Linked DNA regions of Mus musculus: region 2 is linked to region 1. The links are chromatin contacts, called in public promoter capture Hi-C maps. All regions are on one chromosome and are shown on one strand. The core of a region is the stretch at or near the end of the contact, and the rest is flanking DNA. Distances in the headings are between cores, read along the strand shown. Region 1 holds the start of Myo18a (myosin XVIIIA). Region 2 holds the start of Aldoc (aldolase C, fructose-bisphosphate).

Region 1 (5,706 bases), core at 1,486-3,985:
GGGTCTTACTTACTCATTCATGTTGAGACCAGGTTTCTTTCTCTATGAAGTTCTGGCAGTTCTGGAGCTCACTGTGTGGACCAGGATAGCCCCGAACTCACAGAGATCTTTGTGCCTCCCGAGTGCCAGGATTAAAGGTATGAACCGTCATACTCAGCCTTGCTCTGGATTTTGGAAATGTAATATGGATGAGTTAGGAACGGTTGTGCATACCTGTAATCTCAGCCGCTCTCAGGAGGCAGAGGCAGAAAGGTTCTCCATGAGTTTGAGGCCAACCTGGTCTCTGTCCTGAGTTTCAGGTCTAGCCAGAACTGCATGAGACTATCTCTCAGAACAAAAAAGCAAAATAAATAAAATACACATGCGTGTGCGCACATGCACACGTGTCTATATATCAAAACAAAACAAAATACAGAAAATTAAATATAAAATAATTTATGTTTATAAATATTTTATGTAGATTACATGTTGAGATAACAGTTTGGATACATTGTAGTAAATGGAACCTTTTTTTTTAAAGATTTATTTATTTATTATATATAAGTACACTGTAGCTGTCCTCAGATACTCCAGAAGAGGGCATCAGATTTCGTTACGGATGGTTGTGAGCCACCATTTGGTTGCTGGGATTTGAACTCGGGACCTTCGGAAGAGCAATCGGCGCTCTTAACCACTGAGCCATCTCGCCAGCCCGTAAATGGAACTTAAGTTTATCTAGTTTGTTTTTTAAACAAAGTTTCTAGTTACTGGCCAAATTTGCCTTAAATTTAAGATCCTGTCTCAGCCTTCCAAGTACTTAGAATTGTAGGTATGTGTCACCCTGCCCAAATTCACCAATTTCTTTCTTTCTTTCTTTCTTTCTTTCTTTCTTTCTTTCTTTCTGTCTGTCTGTCTGTCTGTCTGTCTGTCTGTCTGTCTGTCTTTTTGAGACAGGGTTTCTCTGTGTAGCCCTGGCTGTCCTGGAACTCACTCTGTAGACCAGGCTGGCCTCAAACTCAGAAATCCGCCTGCCTCTGCCTCCCAAGTGCTGGGATCAAAGGCGTGCGCCACCACTGCCTGGCAATTTCTTTCTTTTTAATTGTTATTTATTTATTTATTTTATGTGTGTGGGCATTTTGCTTACATGTATGTGTTTGGGCCACAAATGTGCCTGGTGCCCATGAGGCCAGAAGTGGACATTGGGTCTCCTGGAAGTGGAGTTCCAGATGTCTGTGGGTTGCCATGTGTGATTATACAGAATCAAACTTGTGAGCAATTAGCTTGGGAGTTCCTGGTCTCACTGCCTGCCTGGGCGTTGAACCTTGGCTGGTGGGAGCTTGTCCCTCAGTGGAAAGGGGATAGTGGAGGGCCTTGCCTTGCTTTGGGGGTTGGGGAGAGAGGAAATGCCTAGCCAGGGCCTGGCAATAGGCCATTGCTGGAGGGAATAAGCTCAGAGACCCTCTGTCTGGAATTCAGAGGGGAGGCATTCATGGAGAGAGAGAAATTACACTTAATTTCTAATTAGACGGTGTGGCCTACTTTTATTTTGTGTTCCCTGCTGGTTAGAACAAGAAAGGCCCTCTGGGGCTTCCCCCCTCCCCCTCCCAACCAGGTTTTTCTTACTCCTGCCCCTAATCGGGTATGCATGAGAATGGGGGTAGGTTAGGGCCCTAGGTGCTCTCACATCCTGGATCCGGCCTTCTCTCTCAGGCGGCCACAACTTTCTTCCCTAGGCTATATTTAGGCATTGGTCTGGGGAAAAGGATGTGAGTTTTTCAGGATCCTGTTTATCTAGCCGACCCCACGCCACCCCCACCTCGCAACTGTCTGTCCTGTGTGCAGTCTGGACTTCCTCTTCCTTCCCTTCCCGATTTACTTTGGGCACCCAGGGCATCAGATGGGACACAGCAGCACAGCCACTCATTTGATGACTAGCCCCTAACACATCCTTAATTTCCCAAGAGCCATTTTTCTCACCTGTGAGGACTGAATAGGAAGGGGTATGTGTGAAGCTCCCGATAAGACACATCGTAAAGCCGGGCAGTGGTGGTGCATCTCTTTAATCTCAGAACTTGGGAGGCAGAGGCAGGTGGATTTCTGAGTTCGAGGCCAGCCTGGTCTACAGAGTGAGTTCCAGGACAGCCAGGGCTACACAGAGAAACCCTGTCTGGAAAAACAAACAAACAAACAAACAAACAAACAAACAAACACACGTCATATAAATGCTAATCCCAGGTGCTAGAAAGATGGCTCTGTGGTTAAGAGCACCTGTTACTCTTCCAGAGCAGGATTCAGCTCCCAGCGTCCACATGGATGTCCATGTGATGCACATACAGACAGGCAAAACTCTCATACAAATGAATATTGTTTTAAAAAGTTGGACCCTCCAAGGTCTTTGAGGCAGGGGCTAAGGCTGCGGCTCTGGGGATACCATGGGGGGGCAGTCACGTGGGATGCCCATCGCTTCAGTGGACTGCCTGTGGGGAGGTGATGCTGCAGAGCCCCTTCCGTTTCCTTTTGTGTTCCATTTCCGTTTATGTTCCAGGTTGCAATTTGTGTTTTCTGTAAGTCAAGTCTCTCCAGGCACACCTATGCTTTGGTCTAAAGGGTGAAGTGAAATTAGAAAAAATTATGTAAATCAGGTTGCCTGGTACATCAGTAGCACTCCACAAGGGGTGACTGGTTTATCAGTATCCGCTGCCTCTGTCTGAACTGGAAAAAAACCCTGAATTTCTTTTCTCTGTTTCTACTTGCAGCTACAAGGTGGGGTCCAAAGACCCTGTGTTAAGCACTCATAGTCAGCTGGGGATACAACCCCTAAAAACAGCACACCCACCATGTTTAACCTCATGAAGAAAGATAAGGACAAAGATGGCGGGCGGAAGGAGAAGAAGGAAAAAAAGGAGAAGAAGGAGAGGATGTCTGCGGCAGAACTGCGGAGCCTGGAAGAGATGAGCATGCGCCGTGGCTTTTTCAACTTGAACCGGTCCTCCAAGCGGGAATCTAAGACGCGCCTGGAAATCTCCAACCCCATCCCTATCAAGGTGGCCAGTGGCTCTGACCTGCACCTGACGGACATTGACTCTGACAGCAATCGGGGTAGCATCATCCTGGACTCAGGACACCTAAGCACAGCCAGCTCCAGTGATGACCTCAAGGGTGAAGAAGGCAGCTTCCGGGGCTCTGTGCTGCAGCGGGCAGCCAAGTTCGGTTCACTGGCCAAGCAGAACTCTCAGATGATTGTCAAACGTTTTTCCTTCTCTCAACGGAGCCGGGATGAGAGTGCCTCGGAGACCTCAACCCCCTCAGAGCACTCTGCAGCCCCATCACCTCAGGTAGAGGTGCGGACGCTTGAGGGACAGCTAATGCAGCATCCTGGGCTAGGCATTCCTCGACCAGGACCACGGTCTCGAGTCCCTGAGCTGGTGACTAAAAGATTCCCAGCTGATCTACGTCTTCCCGCTCTGGTGCCACCACCACCTCCTGCTCTCCGGGAGCTGGAGTTACAACGAAGACCCACAGGAGACTTTGGCTTCTCACTGCGGCGCACAACCATGCTGGATCGGGCCCCTGAGGGTCAGGCTTATCGACGGGTGGTTCACTTTGCTGAGCCAGGGGCAGGCACCAAGGACCTGGCCTTGGGGCTGGTACCAGGAGATCGACTGGTGGAGATTAATGGACAGAATGTGGAGAATAAATCCAGGGATGAAATTGTGGAGATGATCCGGCAGTCTGGGGACAGTGTGCGGCTCAAGGTACAGCCCATCCCAGAGCTTAGCGAGCTGAGCCGGAGCTGGCTTCGGACTGGCGAGGGACACCGCAGGGAGCCGGCTGATGTGAGTGCTTCCCTGGGTATCAGGGGTGAGCAAAGAGTTTGTGTATGTGAGCATCTCTCGGTAGTGTACTTAAATGGGTGCTTGAGGGTACCCAGGAACTGTGAGCAGATCTTAGCGAGTGTGGAAATGGGGAGCTGGGCCAATAGGGAGAAGCCAGTCCAGGAGAGGGTGCCCCTCTGGAAACTCATTAAACACCTTTGCTTCTTCTGTGCCTTGTCAAGAAGCTGAAGGAAACCCCCCAAAAGTTCACTGGGAGAAAGTCCTTAGCAATTCAGCTGGACATCCGGGTCTGAGGTTCCCTTCAATGCCCTTTTGGATTGAAGTGATTGAAGTAAACCTTGTGAGTTTTCAAGGGCATTGGGTTAAGATCAGCTTTGGCCTGGTACTATCGGGGGCAGGGTGTGTGTGTGTGTGTGTGTGTGTGTGTGTGTGTGAGAGAGAGAGAGAGAGAGAGAGAGAGATGCCAGTGGGTAGTTGGTGAGAAAGTGTTCAAGTTTCATCATAGCTTATAGCTTAGAGGCTTGGGTACTATATTTGTTGAGCCCTCAATTGGAGATGTAGGTTAACAGGTGCCACTTTGAGATCTGAGAAGCTGTGAGTATAGGAAGCCCATGTTGTTTAGATTTCAGGGGTGAAAACAATATGGCAAATGACCTAAAATCATGGCTATCTGGGATGTCTAGCTGCCATGGTTATAGTTCTAGGTGAGATGTCCTCTCACCCCGAGTGAGCAAGATACTAGGAGTCAGGGCATAAAGAACTTATAAACAATGGTTGTGGTTTAGGTTTATCTACACTACAAAGACAGTCTGCAGTCTGACTGTCTGTGAGATCCACTAGTTGTGATCGCCATGAACTCCAGTGGGAGGCAGGAGAGCACTCAAATCAAATGCATGGTTAGGTCTCCGTGGAACACCAAGTCTTATAACCTTGGTAATCTTTTGGTGCAGGGAGAGTAAAAGAATTTTGAATGTCCTGTGTGGACATGGTGTATGACAGACTAGGTGGCCTTCAGTCATTGTTCTTGTCCAGCTGTGTGTTTTAGCATTGTCCAGATCTATGTCCTGCAGCCTGAGCAATGAGTGACTTGCCTGGGACCTTTCAGCACTAAGTGATTAGCCAGATGTGATAAAGTTGGAAAGGGGAGGAAGTGGGGAGGAAGCAGGCAGAGCCCAGCTCCCAGTGAGGGGGAGTAGGATGCTTGGGGTGATGAGGATGCTCAGGGTGATGACCCAGTCTCGAAGTCTACTGGGTCCAGAGGAGGCTAAGAGAGGCAGGTCAGACCTAGGCAGACACACTGGACTTGTGTTCCAGGCCTTCCTGTAGTGGAACTGGTTGGGTTTAGGCAGCTTTGCAGAGGGAGGTTAGTGGGTAGGATAATGCTTCTATAGAATCCAGAGAGGGACCTGGACTTATTCATTTTAGAGGTATACACTGAGGGCCAGAGAGATGGCTCATCAGGTAATGGGGAATTCACTTACCATGCAAGCTTATCAGTCTTAAGTTTGGTATCTGGATCCCAGAGAATGAGAGAACCAACTTCTAAAAATTGTCCTCTGACCTCTGTGTGCTTACACACACACACACACACACACACACACACACACACACACACACTAATATTAATAAATAAGAAGAACAAGAGGAGGCTAGAGAGATGGTTTAGCAGTTAAAAGCACTTGTTGCTCTTGATGAACACCCAGGTTTGGTTCCCTGAACCTGTATGGTGGCTTCCAACCAAACATAACTTTAGATCCAGGGGATATGAAGCCTTTTTCTGACTTTCTGGGGTACCAGGAATTCTAAGTCGCATATATGTACGTGCAGGCAAAATGTTCATACACATAAAAATAAGATAAATAAATCTTTTTTAAAAAAAGCAGAAAAAGGC
Region 2 (5,652 bases), core at 866-3,365, 550 kb after region 1:
GGCTGAGCATGGCTCGGGCATTCAGTCCTGTCTTCTGGCTGAAAAGAAGTGAGCCTTTCCTCAGTGCTTCTGTCCTTCTTCACAGAATGAGAAGGAGCTCCTGGAAGTGATACAGAAGCAGAACGAGAAGATCCTGGGGCAAATAGACAAGAGCGGCCAGCTCATAGTACGTTTCTCCTGATGCTATGGCCAGGTCTCTGCTTTTCCCACCTGATGGAGGAAGGAGAGAAAGAACCTCTGAGTACTGTTGGGTTATCTCCGTTACCCCTGAGTGCTGTTGGGTTACCTCTGCTCTTGTTCCCAGAACCTCAGAGAGGAGGTGACCCAGCTCACACAGTCACTTCGGCGTGCAGAGACAGAGACTAAAGTGCTCCAGGAAGCCCTGGAAGGCCAGCTAGATCCCAGCTGCCAGCTGATGGCTACTAACTGGATCCAGGAAAAAGTGTTTCTCTCACAGGAGGTAACACAGAGTTAACAAAGGAGCTGTACAAATAATGGGGACCCCACGCTATGCCCCTATTAACGTGGACATATTTATAGGTGAGCAAGCTGAGGGTTATGTTCCTGGAGATGAAAACTGAGAAGGAACAGCTGATGGACAAGTATCTGAGCCATGTAAGCAGTTCTGTTTCCTTCCACCACAGAAGCACCCTGCCATATATATTTCCTCTGTTCTCTCTAGCTGTGTTCTTTACGTGTAGGGTTCATGAAGCCTGTTTGCATTGTAGAGGCACATCCTGGAGGAGAATCTTCGGCGCTCTGACACAGAGTTAAAGAAACTCGATGACACAATTCAGCATGTCTATGAGGTAAAAGTGAAGGAGGTAGTGGGACCTGGCTGCCGGAGGGGCTGAGGAGCATGGCTCCGGTTCTCAGCCTGACTACTTTTTTTTTTTTTTAAAGATTTATTTATTTATTATATGAAAGTACACTGTAGCTGTCCTCTGAGGGAGTCAGATCTCATTACAGATGGTTGTGAGCCACCATGTGGCTGCTGGGACTTGAACTCAGGATCTTCGGAAGAACAGGCAGTGCTCCTAACCGCTGAGCCATCTCTCCAGCCCTCAGCCTGACTTCTTACAGTGGCTTCATTTTCACTTTTCCAGCATCACAGGCCAGGAGCTTTGGCTTCAGGCTTGTGATTCAGAACTGTTTTCTGTCTCTTCCCAGACTCTGTTGTCTATCCCAGAGACTATGAAGAGTTGCAAGGAGTTACAAGGATTGCTAGAATTTCTGAGCTAAGAAACTGAAAATATTGGAATGCAGTGGTGTGCACCTGTAGTTCCAGCTGCTCCAGACGCCAAAGTTGGAGTGCTGCCAAATCCCAGGAATTTGGGAACCTAACACAGACAACACAGCAAAAACCCTGAAAAATGAATTCCACTCCACTCCAGTTTCCTTCAGGGCTCTTTATCCCAACCCTTATCCCAATAATAAGACCAATTGGCATAGAGCCGACCATGTTTTATGTTATTTAAATAAAGTGTATTTAATGTAGTCCTTCCAGTCCACTGAATCTTATTTTGGGGGTAGGAGTGGGCAGATCAGCACTTCAGCCTAGGCACCCTTCACCACTTCCTGCTGCAGCTAAAGCCAAGGCTGACTGCTTTTCTTTGCTTGATTCTCTTCTTCTACCAACAAAAAAAGGGGGTGGGGGGGAGGGCAATGGACTGCCTGTTCCCTGGACCACTGCCTGGGGGGAACAGAAAAGACTCCATTCACTTACTTTCCCCATCCCCCTTGGGGGTAGGCACTGGTAAATATGGGGCAGAGCACAGAAACTCAATTCCATTATTCCATGTCTTGAAGTGGGGCACTGTTAGGTGGGCCTCTGCCCTACCTGCTGATGTTTAGAGATCTCTCCTCTAAACCAGGCTTAATCCCCAACATTCCACATAATGCCTTACACAGCAAAGGACTGATTGTGGTAGAGACAAACACAAGTCCATCTCTTCCCTCTAGGGCCCTGTTGGCAGGGTTCCATGATGTGGGAAGGGCATCGTCTCTAACAACCTTCCGGACCCTGGCAGAGGAATCACTCCACCTCACTACTCCACCTCTGAGGGCGTGGCCTTACCCTAGACCAGTCCTGGGGAGAGGGCGGGACCAGGACGGGAGGTATCTGTCACGCCCCCAGGGAGTCACGTAGCTCTGCGGCAAGTGCTGCCACCTTATTTACTCCAGCTTGGACCGAGCTAATCAGAGGAAAAGTGAGCTGTGCTGTGGCTCCCGCGGCTGACTGGCTGAGTGACTGGCTGAGTATAGGTAAGGTCTCCAAGCGAGCCTGAGATGCTCGCGTCCGGTTTGTCTTCCCATGCTGTCCTTGCCCTCTCCCTGGGACCCAAGTTCCTCTGCTTTCTGTGGTTTTGAAACCCCATGCATGGCTCAGGAAAACCGTGCTTCTCTTCTTCCTTCTAGTTCTCCTTTCCAGTTCCAAGTCATATGCCTCCAGGACTTTTTCATTGGGGTCAGTGCATTCCACCCAGGACATTTTAATCTCAGTCCATTTCTGGTTCTTCTAGGCTTGTCCTCTACTCTAGGGTATAGGCCCAGGAAGAGCATCAGGACCGGTTAGCTTGTATCACCATTACCCGTCTCACCTCTTCCAGGTCTCCTTCCTGCTTTTCCTGCATCTCTCCCTCTTTCCCATAATCCACTCACTCAGCCTTAATTCCTCGCCTCTGGGGTCTCTACTAGGAGGCTGAGTTGTGGGGAGCCAAGCCTCCCTATTTCCTGTGCCTCTTGCATATGAGGGAATGCCGGGTACTAGGGATGATCTGGTGATGTCTCTTTCCTGTCCTCTCATGTATGCTGATATTGCCTCTCTCCTACCATACTTGCAGCCCTGGGAGTCAATCTCCACCATAGGTAGGGGAGTAGGCAGTAGCAAAGGCAGTCAGGTTTTCAGTACCTGTACCACTGCTACTCCCTGCCCCCTGCCTTCCACTAGACTTGGGGAAGGATGCTGTAGGTTAAACGTCTCATTCACAAACCTTTGAGAAAAGTGATCCCCCCCCCCCCCCGCCTTAGGGACCCTTTTGAAGAAAAGAAAGGGGAAGCAGGAAAGCAAAAATCAGAAACAACAGGTTTTCTGTTTACCTCAGGAAGGGGCCAGATTCAGTGAAAGAAGAGCTGGCATTCTCAACCTGGCAGCAGTTTCCAGGAAGACCTGTGGCTTCAGGGCTGTCGCCTCCCATCCCCCACGCTGCATCTCTTCTGGAGCTGGGAAGGGTGCCCACCAGGAACAAAAGGAGATGTGGGAACTGGGGCCCTAACTCTGTTAGCTGTCAAAGAGATTGATACCACTTTGATGCCCAGGCTCCAGGCCAAAGGCTGCTCTCCTGCTCCCAGCCCCGTGCTGGGAAGCCTGTTTGGTTAGGAGAGGAAGTAGAAGGTCCTCGGAGTCTAGAGCTTATGTCTTCTCCATTCTAGACAACTGTCATCATGCCCCACTCATACCCAGCTCTTTCTGCTGAGCAGAAGAAGGAGTTGTCGGATATTGCTCTACGGATCGTGACCCCCGGCAAGGGCATTCTGGCTGCAGATGAGTCCGTAGGTAAGTGGGAGCCTGTGGTCAGGGTTGAGGAGAGGTTGCCAAGGAATTCTAGCCAAAGAACCAGCCTGTCTCCCCTTTGCTTGCTTCTAGGCAGCATGGCCAAAAGGCTGAGCCAAATTGGGGTGGAGAACACTGAGGAGAATCGCCGGCTGTACCGCCAGGTCCTATTCAGTGCTGATGACCGTGTGAAAAAGTGCATTGGGGGGGTCATCTTCTTCCATGAGACACTCTACCAGAAAGATGACAATGGTGTCCCCTTCGTCCGCACCATCCAGGATAAGGGCATTCTCGTAGGCATCAAGGTACACAGTCCCTGGTGGTGCCTGGGGGCTAGGTGTGGAAACCAGTGTATATAAGAGGGTGACAAGCCAGACCTCTATCTGTTTCCCTTGCAGGTTGACAAGGGTGTAGTGCCTCTAGCTGGGACCGACGGGGAAACCACCACTCAAGGTACCTGTTGGGTGGGTACAGGGGTGGGACATGTTGATGCTGGCAAGATGGAGGCAGGGTGGTAAGGCTGGCACTGTGTTTTCAGGGCTGGATGGGCTCTTGGAACGCTGTGCTCAGTATAAGAAGGACGGTGCTGATTTTGCCAAATGGCGCTGTGTACTAAAAATCAGTGATCGCACGCCGTCGGCACTGGCCATATTGGAGAATGCCAACGTGCTGGCCCGCTATGCCAGCATCTGCCAGCAGGTGTGTGCTGGGGGGTTGGGTGGTTGGATGAGGGCCCCGGGGCCGGTGGAGATGTGCTTTCATGGCTTTCTCCCATCCTATCTTCTACTTCTTCCAGTTAACCCTGCTCTTGCTTTCAGAATGGGATCGTGCCTATTGTGGAGCCTGAGATTCTGCCTGACGGAGACCATGACCTCAAACGTTGCCAGTATGTTACAGAGAAGGTAAGACCAAACATAGCCGGGAGGGACAGCCTAGCAGGGGTGCCTGTACCCCATCCCTGCTAAGATCCAGGCACACTTTCCCTTAAGGATCTTTACTGATACCCAAACGGGCTTCATAGACTAAGTCTATGCTGAGCCCTTGGTTTCCTGTACCCACCTACCCCTGGGTGAGGAGCACAGTGCGCTAGGCAGTGGTCCCAGCCCTGTACAAACCTCCTCTGCTCCCCAGGTCCTGGCTGCTGTATACAAGGCCCTGAGTGACCATCATGTATACCTCGAAGGGACTCTGCTCAAGCCCAATATGGTGACCCCTGGCCATGCCTGTCCCATCAAGTATAGCCCAGAAGAGATCGCCATGGCAACTGTCACTGCCCTGCGTCGTACTGTGCCCCCAGCTGTCCCAGGTACTAAACTGCTCCTATCCCTTCAGGTCTGACTTGAGGGTTTTCCATGACACCGGGGTCCTTTACCCTGGGCAAGACAGAGAATGATCAGTCAGTCTGTCTTCTCCTTCTACTCCAGGGGTGACTTTCCTGTCTGGGGGTCAGAGTGAAGAGGAGGCTTCTCTCAACCTCAATGCCATCAACCGCTGCCCACTTCCCCGGCCCTGGGCCCTCACCTTCTCCTATGGGCGTGCCCTGCAGGCATCTGCACTCAATGCCTGGAGAGGACAAAGGGATAATGCTGGGGCTGCTACTGAGGAGTTTATCAAGCGGGCAGAGGTAGGGAGCTAGAGGTGATGACTTGGGGAGGGATTCTGTGGACCACAGAGGTCCCAAACCGGGCAGCGTGCATTCCACATCCGTGGTCTGGCTCAGTCTGCTCATTGAATCCCATTCCGTTTTGCAGATGAACGGGCTTGCAGCCCAGGGCAGATATGAAGGCAGTGGAGATGGCGGAGCGGCAGCACAGTCCCTCTACATCGCCAACCATGCCTACTGAGGCACGCTGACTCTACCCACAGCCCTTGGCCTAGCAATGCACATCCCATTTTGCCTATAGTCACAGCCAGGGCCAAATAGCTATGCAGAACAGAGATATCTTTATCCAGCGCCAAGTCATCTCACATCTCACATGCCTTACATTGCTGTACCCGAGACCACAGGATGGGAGGGTAGAGATGCCCTCCCATGTTTGAAGATGGGGGGACTTTCTAGAAGTCAGAACAGAACATGTGGACCTTTTTCCTGTCTCCAC

The links. Capture Hi-C pulls out chosen DNA fragments and counts their contacts.
Region 2: a promoter capture Hi-C map of adipose tissue shows a contact between it and region 1. The contact joins the promoter of Aldoc here to the promoter of Myo18a in region 1. A contact is called at or near these places in 2 of 39 promoter capture datasets (frontonasal cranial neural crest and liver), 1 of 115 datasets of contacts at active chromatin or transcription factors (pancreatic cancer cells) and 1 of 9 other capture datasets (adipose tissue).

The regions. Positions count from the first base shown.
Region 1 is chr11:77,774,500-77,780,205 of GRCm38.p6, forward strand. It overlaps Myo18a (myosin XVIIIA), which reads left to right and starts at 2,736. Exons shown (of 41, transcript NM_001291213.1): 1 at 2,736-3,815. The coding sequence starts at 2,817.
Region 2 is chr11:78,320,958-78,326,609 of GRCm38.p6, forward strand. It overlaps Aldoc (aldolase C, fructose-bisphosphate), which reads left to right and starts at 2,116. Exons shown (of 9, transcript NM_001303423.1): 1 at 2,116-2,265; 2 at 3,433-3,556; 3 at 3,647-3,858; 4 at 3,952-4,006; 5 at 4,092-4,252; 6 at 4,372-4,455; 7 at 4,685-4,859; 8 at 4,978-5,177; 9 at 5,305-5,652. The coding sequence starts at 3,445. The coding sequence ends at 5,397. Spag5 (sperm associated antigen 5) reads left to right here. Exons shown (of 24, transcript NM_017407.3): 20 at 86-166; 21 at 305-460; 22 at 541-615; 23 at 729-809; 24 at 1,171-1,500. The coding sequence ends at 1,242.